2 separate regions of the Mus musculus genome follow, and region 2 is linked to region 1. A link is a contact called in public HiChIP or PLAC-seq data. All regions are on one chromosome and are shown on one strand. The core of a region is the stretch at or near the end of the contact, and the rest is flanking DNA. Distances in the headings are between cores, read along the strand shown.

The links. HiChIP or PLAC-seq counts read pairs in DNA pulled down with a chosen protein or histone mark.
Region 2: an H3K27ac HiChIP or PLAC-seq map of embryonic fibroblasts shows a contact between it and region 1, with 27 read pairs. The contact joins the promoter of Ncor2 here to the enhancer-like site in region 1. A contact is called at or near these places in 4 of 39 promoter capture datasets (the 3T3-L1 cell line, hippocampal neurons, liver and 1 more), 1 of 15 datasets of contacts at CTCF or cohesin (the NIH/3T3 cell line), 70 of 484 Hi-C or Micro-C datasets (the AML12 cell line, the C2C12 cell line, CD4 T cells and 38 more), 40 of 115 datasets of contacts at active chromatin or transcription factors (CD8 T cells, the HPC-7 cell line, the NIH/3T3 cell line and 30 more) and 3 of 9 other capture datasets (adipose tissue, liver and pancreatic islet).

The regions. Positions count from the first base shown.
Region 1 is chr5:125,138,922-125,143,241 of GRCm38.p6, reverse strand. The region is part of intron 1 of Ncor2 (nuclear receptor co-repressor 2); the gene reads left to right. Among named protein-coding and RNA genes, the nearest start is that of Ncor2, 38 kb to the left of the region's middle. Within about 2 kb of position 2,236, at least 324 of the 459 cell types and tissues checked have an H3K27ac peak or open chromatin away from gene starts, as enhancers often do. A contact at or near this core is called in the AML12 cell line, the C2C12 cell line, CD8 T cells and 48 more, where this site is marked.
Region 2 is chr5:125,177,124-125,181,329 of GRCm38.p6, reverse strand. Ncor2 (nuclear receptor co-repressor 2) reads left to right here and starts at 2,116. Exons shown (of 47, transcript NM_011424.3): 1 at 2,116-2,333.

The DNA of each region.
Region 1 (4,320 bases), core at 987-3,486:
TGGAACAAATGCAGGGCAGAAAATGGGGGAACACCCCTGACCACAGCTTCCTGGTGGCATTGGGATGGTGTGGATATGGCTTTATTCTGGGTTTCCGTCTCCCGGTGTCACAGTGAGAGCCAGGGATAGGGGGACTATCCCAGTGGTTACATCTTGGCTGAAAAGATGGGCTTTAATTGCCCCGTTGTTTAATGCCTCAGTTTCCCCTACTTGTAAAAGATGGCTGCAGGGTGGGCGCCCCAACTTTGCCAGTGGGGTTGGGGCGACCGAAGCCTCTGGAAGCCCTTCTTGGGTTATGGACATCACAGAGCAGTCAGGAGGGATGTCCAGGTCTTTTGGACTGCAAGAGCTTAGCTGTCTCCTTGGTGGTCTCCCTGTGGCTGTTGGTCTTTCCATAACCCTCAGTGGCCACAGGCTTTTGCTCTGTGTTAATCTGCCTTAGTCTTGAGCTGACAGGTGGCGGCGGCAGTGACTTCGTTTTTTGTCATCGTCGTCGTCGTTGTTGTAGTATGCAAGTTATTGATTTTACAATATTCTTTTTTTAAATCTTTTTCTTTATTTTCATTTCACGTGCATTGGTATTTTGCCTCCATGCGTGTCTTTATGCCTGTGTGAGGGTGTCAGATACTCTGGAACTGGACTTACAGTTGTGAGCCGCCGTGTGAGTGCTGGGAGTTGAACCCAGGTCCCGTGCAAGCACAGCCAGTTTTCTCAACTGCTGAGATGATTCTCTATCCTTGACTGGTGGCTTCTTGCTGGTTGTGGCACTGTGGGTACCGCCACGACCCTGGTTCAAATCCCAGGGCAGTTTTTTTCTAGGACTGCTTCCTTTGGGTCACATAACTTCCTCCTGGGCTCACAGTGGAAAGTGGGGTGTCACTTTCTGTCGTGCTCTAGGGATGGCTTTACCCCGGGCACCCTGCTTGGCATGGTCGTGGTTGAGCTGTCAGACATAACATTGCTGGTCATCTTCAGCCTGATGACGGGATTGTGGCTGTGATTGAAGCCCCTGTTGGAGGCCTGTCTCCTTTTCCTCTCCTCCTCTTGGCCCCTCCCTGGCCTCATCTTTCCATCTTCCAGACCTTCCTTATTTCCATTCTGGCCCCACATTTGGCTGTGTGTATGGCCTGGGCTTCCTGCTTAGGGGGCGGGGTGCAAAGCTTGCATCATGTTGACCTGACTTCTGGGTACTGAAGTGGAAGCCATTTGAGACCCTAACAGAGTGGTTCTCAACATGTGGGTACAAACCTTTCCACAGGGGTCGCCCAAGACCGTGGGAAAACACAGATATTTATGTTATGATGTGTAACAGCAGCAAAATTACAGTTATGAAGTAGCAACAAAAATAATTTTATGGTTGGGGGTTCACCATAACATGAGGGACTGTATTAAGAGACTGCAGCATCAGGGAGACCACTGCCCCAACACCTCAGGGCTGTGGCCCAAAGCCCCACAGCTGCAGAGCCAGCCTGCTTTGAGAAAGATGCACAGCCCACACCCAGAGGAGGTTGGGCTGGATGTGAGTCACCCAGCAAGTCACAGCCAGTGCTGACGCCTGCCCAAGCATCTGGCCATCTCTTCTGGCCTCTGTGTGCGTTCAGCTCTGCCTTTTTGTGGGCCTGTCACCAAGATGACCTGAGCCCTGAGCCCCAGGCCCGGTTTCCTTTAGTTAGGATCGGAAGGTCGGGACGGACGGGAGCATTTTCCTCTGGCCATCTGGCCCTGCAGGACTGGAGGACGCCAGGGCTGGCTGGCTGGGAGGAAATGGTTAAAGGAGGGGCCGTGGCTGGCCCAGGTCCCTCTGCCAGCAGCAAGGAGGGAGAGGGCTTCTCAAAAGCTATAAAAAGGCCTCGCAGTGTTGAGCCCCAGTGGCTGGAAGCCCGCCAGGGTTACCATGGCGATGAGGAATTAGTCCCGACTGCCAAGGCTGCTAGCAGCTCGGTACTTTTGGCTCTGGAACAAGAGTGGACTTATGTAATTCCGTGTTTATAGGCCTGGGTGGCGGACGCAGAGCTGGGCCTGAGTCTTGGTGGTGGCCCACAGTGGGTCACACCACCCCGCAGGGTATCCCTGACACGCCTCTGGTGCCCTGATTTTGGGGGACATTAGGACAGAAGCCTGCGGCCTAGCAGGCTGCTGGTCCCCACCAGGGCCTCCCCAGTCGGGGTGGGAGCCCAAGTCTCGCGGGAAGGGGTGCGGCTGCTGTGTGGGGCCGCCCCTTGCCCGCTTGGTCTGGAGGGAGGATGGCCCTGTCGCTGGCCAAGGGCTGGCCCCTAGACGCCTGTGGGTCGGGCCTCGGATACAGGGCATGCTGACCAGGGCTGGCTCACTGCCGGCCCTCGCTTGCCGCGTGGGGCAGTTCCTGCAAGTTGTGTGGAGCCCACTCAGGCTGTTGCTGGCCATGCACTGGTAAGAGAAGTTGCCTGGCTGGGGGTGCCCACATCCCCAGACCCTAGGGATGGTGCCACAGACCAGAGGGCTATGATTTGCAGGATGTGGGCAAAGGACACTGCCTGAGGACCCCTGGAATTGCCCCAGCCCCGTCTGAGGTATGGTGGCCCTGGTTCCTGCCGGCCCCCGTCAGCCAGCTGGGGTGGCTGGAGAGGCCCGAGACAGGATGTGTCTCAGGGTCCTGTGCATGGGACAGTAGGTTATCTTATCGGGAAAAGTTGTTGATATCCGGAAGACGTGAGGCACTGGGTGCTGGCTGGTGGCCCTGGGAGGGGATGTATGGTACAGACATTGTGCTTGCCTTGAGCATGCCTACCCAGTGCTTGGTGGGATAGTAGGACAGTGTAGGTCGGGCCGTGGGGTGACGGGATCAGAGCGTGGGGACTTGGGAGCTTGGGCTGGGGGGGAGCCAGGTGCAGGCATTGTGGGCCCAGCCTGCCTCCCCCGCTGAAGTGGAGCTTGGCTCAGCGCCCTGTCTGGTTTGAAATGAGGGCCACCGGCCCAGGCTTGCCCAGGGCCTTGGCAGCGCGCGAGGGGTAAACATTGGAAAGTTGGAAAGGCTTCGGAAGCTCACAGCAGCCGCCTGCGGCAGCAAGCCCAGGGCAGAGGATGGGCTTCTCCAGGCCTGGGGGTGGGGGGTTGCAGCTGGGATGTAGCTTCCAAGGATCCCCAAGCTCAGGCTATTGTGGGGGCTCCAGAAGGCACAGCTCATTTGCCTCAGACCCTAGTTGTACATCCAGTCCCGTTTCCAATTCTGTAGCTTTCAGTGTGCCCCTTAACTCTTACTCTTATTTCCCTAAGTGTAGAAAGGAGTGACGGATCCCCATGGGAGTAGAGGTAATAGGAGGAGGAATAGCGGAAGAGTAGGCTCTGGGGCAGGACTCAAGTTAAATGACTCTGGCAAGCCACTTCCTGTTTTGGAGTCTCAGTCTTCCCATCTGGCAAGTGGGCATGTAGCAAGTCATGTTGTCTAAAGGACCCGATGACACAGTTCTCTGGCACAGGGTGGGTTTGTGGTACTGACTAGGGTTGTGGTTTCTGGTGAGGATGACAGTGACAACAGCAGGCTTACCTGGGCCAATGGTGGGTACGTGCCATCTTGAAGAAACAGTGTTCATGGAGTTGGGGGGGGGGGTCAGATGGAAGTTCAAGGCATAGCCCGAGCCTCGTAGGACATACCACCTTAGTCAAGCCCTGGAACTCCCCAGCATCCAGGTGTGCCTTGAGGGAGCAATGGGAGCCCCAGGGGCTACAGTGCTGGGTGGTGTTCAGGGGTAGACTCCATATGTAATCTTCCCGGACCCCCTTGCTTTGCAGGGACTCGAATCCTGGGCTGGTGCAGGCCTTCACCTGGCCTCCCTTGCAAGCCCATTGTCCCATTTCCCCCGAGCGTGCATGGGTCCTTGATACTGCCCAGCGTGGCTTGGGGGTTGGGCCAGGCTGGGAGGTCCTGTGTTCTGCTGAAGGTGGCGATGCTTCTGTGTTTGTAAGTGACACACCAAGTGCTGCTTCTGCTGGCGCAGAGCCCCTCGTGTCTGGCCAGCAGCAGCCATCTGACAGCTCCTTTTTCTCGTCTAGGCCACCATGCTAGCTGCCCACCGCCAGTCGTCCTGGGAGTTGGGGCCTGTACATGCCCCTACTGTTCTTGTGTCTGCTTGGAGGGTGTTGGCTGGGTAGAGGCTGCCTCTGTCCCATGGGGAGTTTGGGTGATGTCCCTGCTACTGAGAAGCCTGCATGGAAGCCAGAGCAAGGTTGGGTGTGGGATGGAGAAGCTGTGGCAGCTGAGGTCATTGAACCTACATGTGCGCATGTCCATGCTTGGATGCATGCACATGTATATGCATACACGCTCATGTTCACAGCAAGTAT
Region 2 (4,206 bases), core at 867-3,366, 38 kb before region 1:
TTTGTTTTTGAGATAGAGTCTCATGAATTCAATGCTCCAAGCTGGGCTTGGAACCCTGATATTGGTGTGAGGGTGACCTTGAACTCCTGATCATCCAGCCTGCACTTCTAGGCAAGTGCGCTACCGTACTGAACCACATTTAAAGCCCTTACTTCTTGTGTGCCTGGGACATTATTAGGCTGGATACACTGCAGAGTATCTTTGAGCCAATTCTGGATTTCAGGCTCTTCAGCAGTTATTTAAACTTGCCTTGCTATCAGCTGTCCTTAGATCTCCAAGACTCCTTACCCCCAAGAGCCCAGTAGCAAACAAGGTGTGGTGTGTTATGAGGGAAGTAACTCTTGAGGTACCAGTGTGTGAGGATAGTGTAGGTCCAGCTTAGCTGATGTTTCTTGCTGCCAGTCTGTCTACAGCCTGTGAGGGAGCACCCATTAGAAATTTGTGGCCGGGGGATTTGGGCAGGGCAGGTTATTTCTCGGGTCTAGGTCTACTCTTGGGTCATGTGGAATCGACACTGGACTCCCGCCACCACTTTGGGATGAAGCTCCAGGGTCACTGTGGGGAGTGTCTGTCCTTTCCTGTGGCTCAGGAGGACAGGGCTGCACAGTTTATAGCAGGAAACTGAGAAAGAAGCCAGCCAGCCAGTCTTCTTTAGTGCAATACTTTCCTCTGGCCTCAGTGGCTTTGCCTTATAGAGACTTGGGTGGAGAAGCTGCCAAGGCTTCCATGTGACCCTGGTCTTTGTCTGAAAGCATAGCATACCCGATGGCGGCTGCCCCCCCCCCCCCCCCCCCCCCCCCGCCACCAGTGACTGAGGTTGGCAAAAGCCGGGGAGTCAGAAGACACCCCAACTCTTTCTCCATAAGAGAGAAATCTGAACCTATGCAAATGAGGGAGTGTCCCTAGATGACTCCAGGGGACCAGTAGGCAGGCTGGAGAGAGAGGCTAGCCTTGTCTCTTCCCTCCCGTAGGACTATCTAGCCGGCCTTCTGCAGGTCTGGTTTTGAGCCCTCACATTGCCAGCCGGGCAGCCGAAGAGTGGGTGCAACGCCATGGGTGTGTGCCCCTGACCTCTGACTCCAGTTCCAAAGGGCACCCGCCCCCTCGTACACTTCCTTTTTTTTTTTTTTTTTCCCACTCTTGGACTCGGTTCCCCCTCCACTATCTGCCCCACACCCGGACTCAAAAGCTCAGGGGTGGGGAGAGGGAACCGGCGGCATGGGTGCAGGAACCCCAGTACCCCTGAGGAAGAGGCCCTTGCCCTGGCAACCGCACTCCCGCCGCAGCCATACCGCCCCCCCTCCCTAGGGGTTCTCTTGTTGGCAGAACCGAATCTGCTGAGACTTCACTCCAAAAAAGGAAAGTTAAATTAAAAAAAAAAATCAAACTCTCCAACGCGTCTAGGGAAAGCAGAAGAGGAGGGAGGCGGCGGCTGCAGGGCTGGGTTCCCTTGCTTGGCTGCTGTTAAAGATCTAAGGCAGAGAGGGCCCACTATGGGGCATGTGAATGAGCTCTACTGCTAGTGGGCAAGCTCCTACTGGGGTTGAGTGGTCCTGATTGGGTGTCCAAGACTGGACCATGGGCTCAGAACGTAGCCTAGGCACGTGTCCTGGAAAATTCCCTATGGCTGTTCATTTTAGATATCAGGGGGCCCGGGTGACAGGGCTGCGTAGCGCGACTCGCGTGGGCCTCTCCAGGATCTCATATTGCAGTCCCTGAACCAGCTCGTCATTGGTTGTGGTCCGCAGAGCCTTTCCCCAATCTCCCAGGCGAGGCCCAGCGCGTCGCTGAGCATCTGCGTGCGACTCTGAGGGCTCCGTGGGTGGCCCTCCCGGGGCGTCGTCTCCGCATCCCCTGGACACTCCTGAGTTATAATTTAATAGCTGAAACGCGATTCCCGTGAAGTCTCTGGGGTTCGCGGAGGAGGAGGGGGCGAGGAGGTATTTGCTCCGCCTTCTTCGGGCAAAAAAAAAAAAAAAAAAAAAAAAAAAAACGCAGCTCGGGGTGCGCGCACGGCGGCGGGGTGCGTAGGCCTGGAAGGCGTGCATGCGGGCCCTTTAAGGCGGCAGGGGCGGGCTTCCACAAGGCCCCGCCCCTCGCCCCGCCCCTCGCCGCCAGGAGCGGAGCCGCGGGCAGCGCAGGCCGGGCCGCATCCCCGTCCCCGCGCCAGCCGCCCGCGCCCGCCATGCGCGCCCCGCAGCGGCCCGCGCGTCCGGGCCCCGCGTCGTAGCGCGGCGGGCGGAGACCGCAGGCTCTCAGCCCGGACCCGCCGCATCCTCGAGCCCGATCGGCGCCGTAGCCCGGCGCCAGCGCCCGGTGCCGCCGCCGGCGAGGTGAGTCGGGCCGAGTGCGCGGAGGGCGGCGGGGAGCGGGTGGCTTCCGGGCCGGGGCGGCGCACGCGGCGGAGTTGGCGCCCCCGAGGGGACGGGCGGCGCGGCAGGGAGCGCGCGGGGGCGCGGGAACTTCGGGAACTCTCGGGACCTTGCAGGGCGGTGCAGGCCGCGACCCTGGCACCCGGGACCCTGAAGGATGGAACAGGCCAAGACTTAGGGACCTGCGGGGTGGAGCAGGCCGAGAATCGGGGACCTTGCGGGATGGAACAGGCCGAGAACCGGGGACCCTCCAGGCCAGGAACCGGGTACCTCCTGGGTGGCGCAGCCTGAAGACCTGGGGACCATGTAGGGTGGCACAACCTGAGGACTGGTAGCCCTGCAGGGAATCACAGGCCGGGACCAGGGATCCTCTGGGATAAAGTAGCCCCGGACCTGGAGACTCTTTAGGGTGGTAGAAGCCAGGACCCGGGGACCTTCTGAGATGGCACGAGCTAAGACCCGGGAACCCTGCAGGGAGATTCAGGTCAGGACCCGAGAGCTCTGCTTGCAGTTTAGGCCAGGACCCGGCTACCCTGTGGTATGTTTTGAAGGCCAGGCCCCGGGGATCTTGCAGCAGGGTGGCGCAGCCTGAGGATTGACTGATGTACTCTTGTTTTGGAGAGGGCCAGGACTCATGGACCCTCTGTTGTGGCGCAGCCTGAGAACCGGGATTCTCAGGGGTGGGTGGCGCAGCTCTAGGACTTGGGACCCCCTCCCGGCCGCTTCCCCCGGCGACTCTGGGGTGGCACAGGCCAGGATCTGAGACCCTCGGGGGTGGCGCATTCTGGGGACCCAAGGACCCCGTGGGCGGCCGCGCCCCCCCTCCGGTGACGCGGCGCCGCCTCCTGTACCCTCCCCCTGGCCGTGCGGATACTTCGGATGCCACTAGTTTGGGAAGTTGCAGATCCGAGCCTAGCGGGGCAGCCGGGAGCCCCAGCACCCCCAGACGCGCGTGGGAAGCGGCCTCCCCTCCCGACCTTGAGGGAGGAGAGCCGGGCGGGCGTCCAGACAGGCGGTCCCTCGGGCCTCTAGAGCTGGAGGCGCCCAGCAGCGGCGGCTGAATAATCTTTACATTGTAGCTTTATTCGCACAGCTAGGTCCATCCGGCGGCGTGCGCGCGCGCCCTCCCCGAGAGTCTGGTGCAGGCAGCGGGGGCGGATCCGTTCGTTCTCAGCCTCCTCCCTTCCTCTCCTTCTCCTCCCCCCTGTTGGTGAGAACTGGTTTTATTACGATTACGGCTTTTTTTCCTCCCTCTTTGCAGATTTTGTGGAGGGATGTGTGAGAGGGGAGGTAGGAGTGGAAGGCATAGGATCCCTGGGGGGGCCCTGTGGGCAGTGTTAGGGTGGCCTTGGCTTTGCCCTTTTGATTCCAGCGCTGGTCCCTGCGGCTGCTTTGATGAAAGGGGCTCTGAGGCCAGGCGCGTGTAGGGGGTGCATCTCAGGCCACTGCTGGGGACTTCGTGGGTGGCCTCTTTTTCTTTTTTAATTGTAGAGGAGGGGGCAGAATAGTCAAGGAGGCGAGGTGGCTAGAGGCCTAAGCGTTCTGGTTGGTTCTGTAGCTCAGCTCCTGGGTTCGAATCTTGGGTGGCTGACTGATGGGGAGTTGGGGTGGGGGGGCAGATGACTTCACCTGCCTGTGGTTATGGGCTTCTTTTCTGCAGAGTGAGGGTGAAAACAGTTCCCTGGTCTGGGGCGCTTCTGAGAACCAAGTCTGTGCAGAGGGTCCTTGGATAGGTTACTATGACTACTGTTATTTCCGGATTCTCATCCTTGCTCTGTCGTCGTATTGGGGAAACCCACGAGAGTGAGTGTCTGCTCCACCTTTGGGAGCAGGG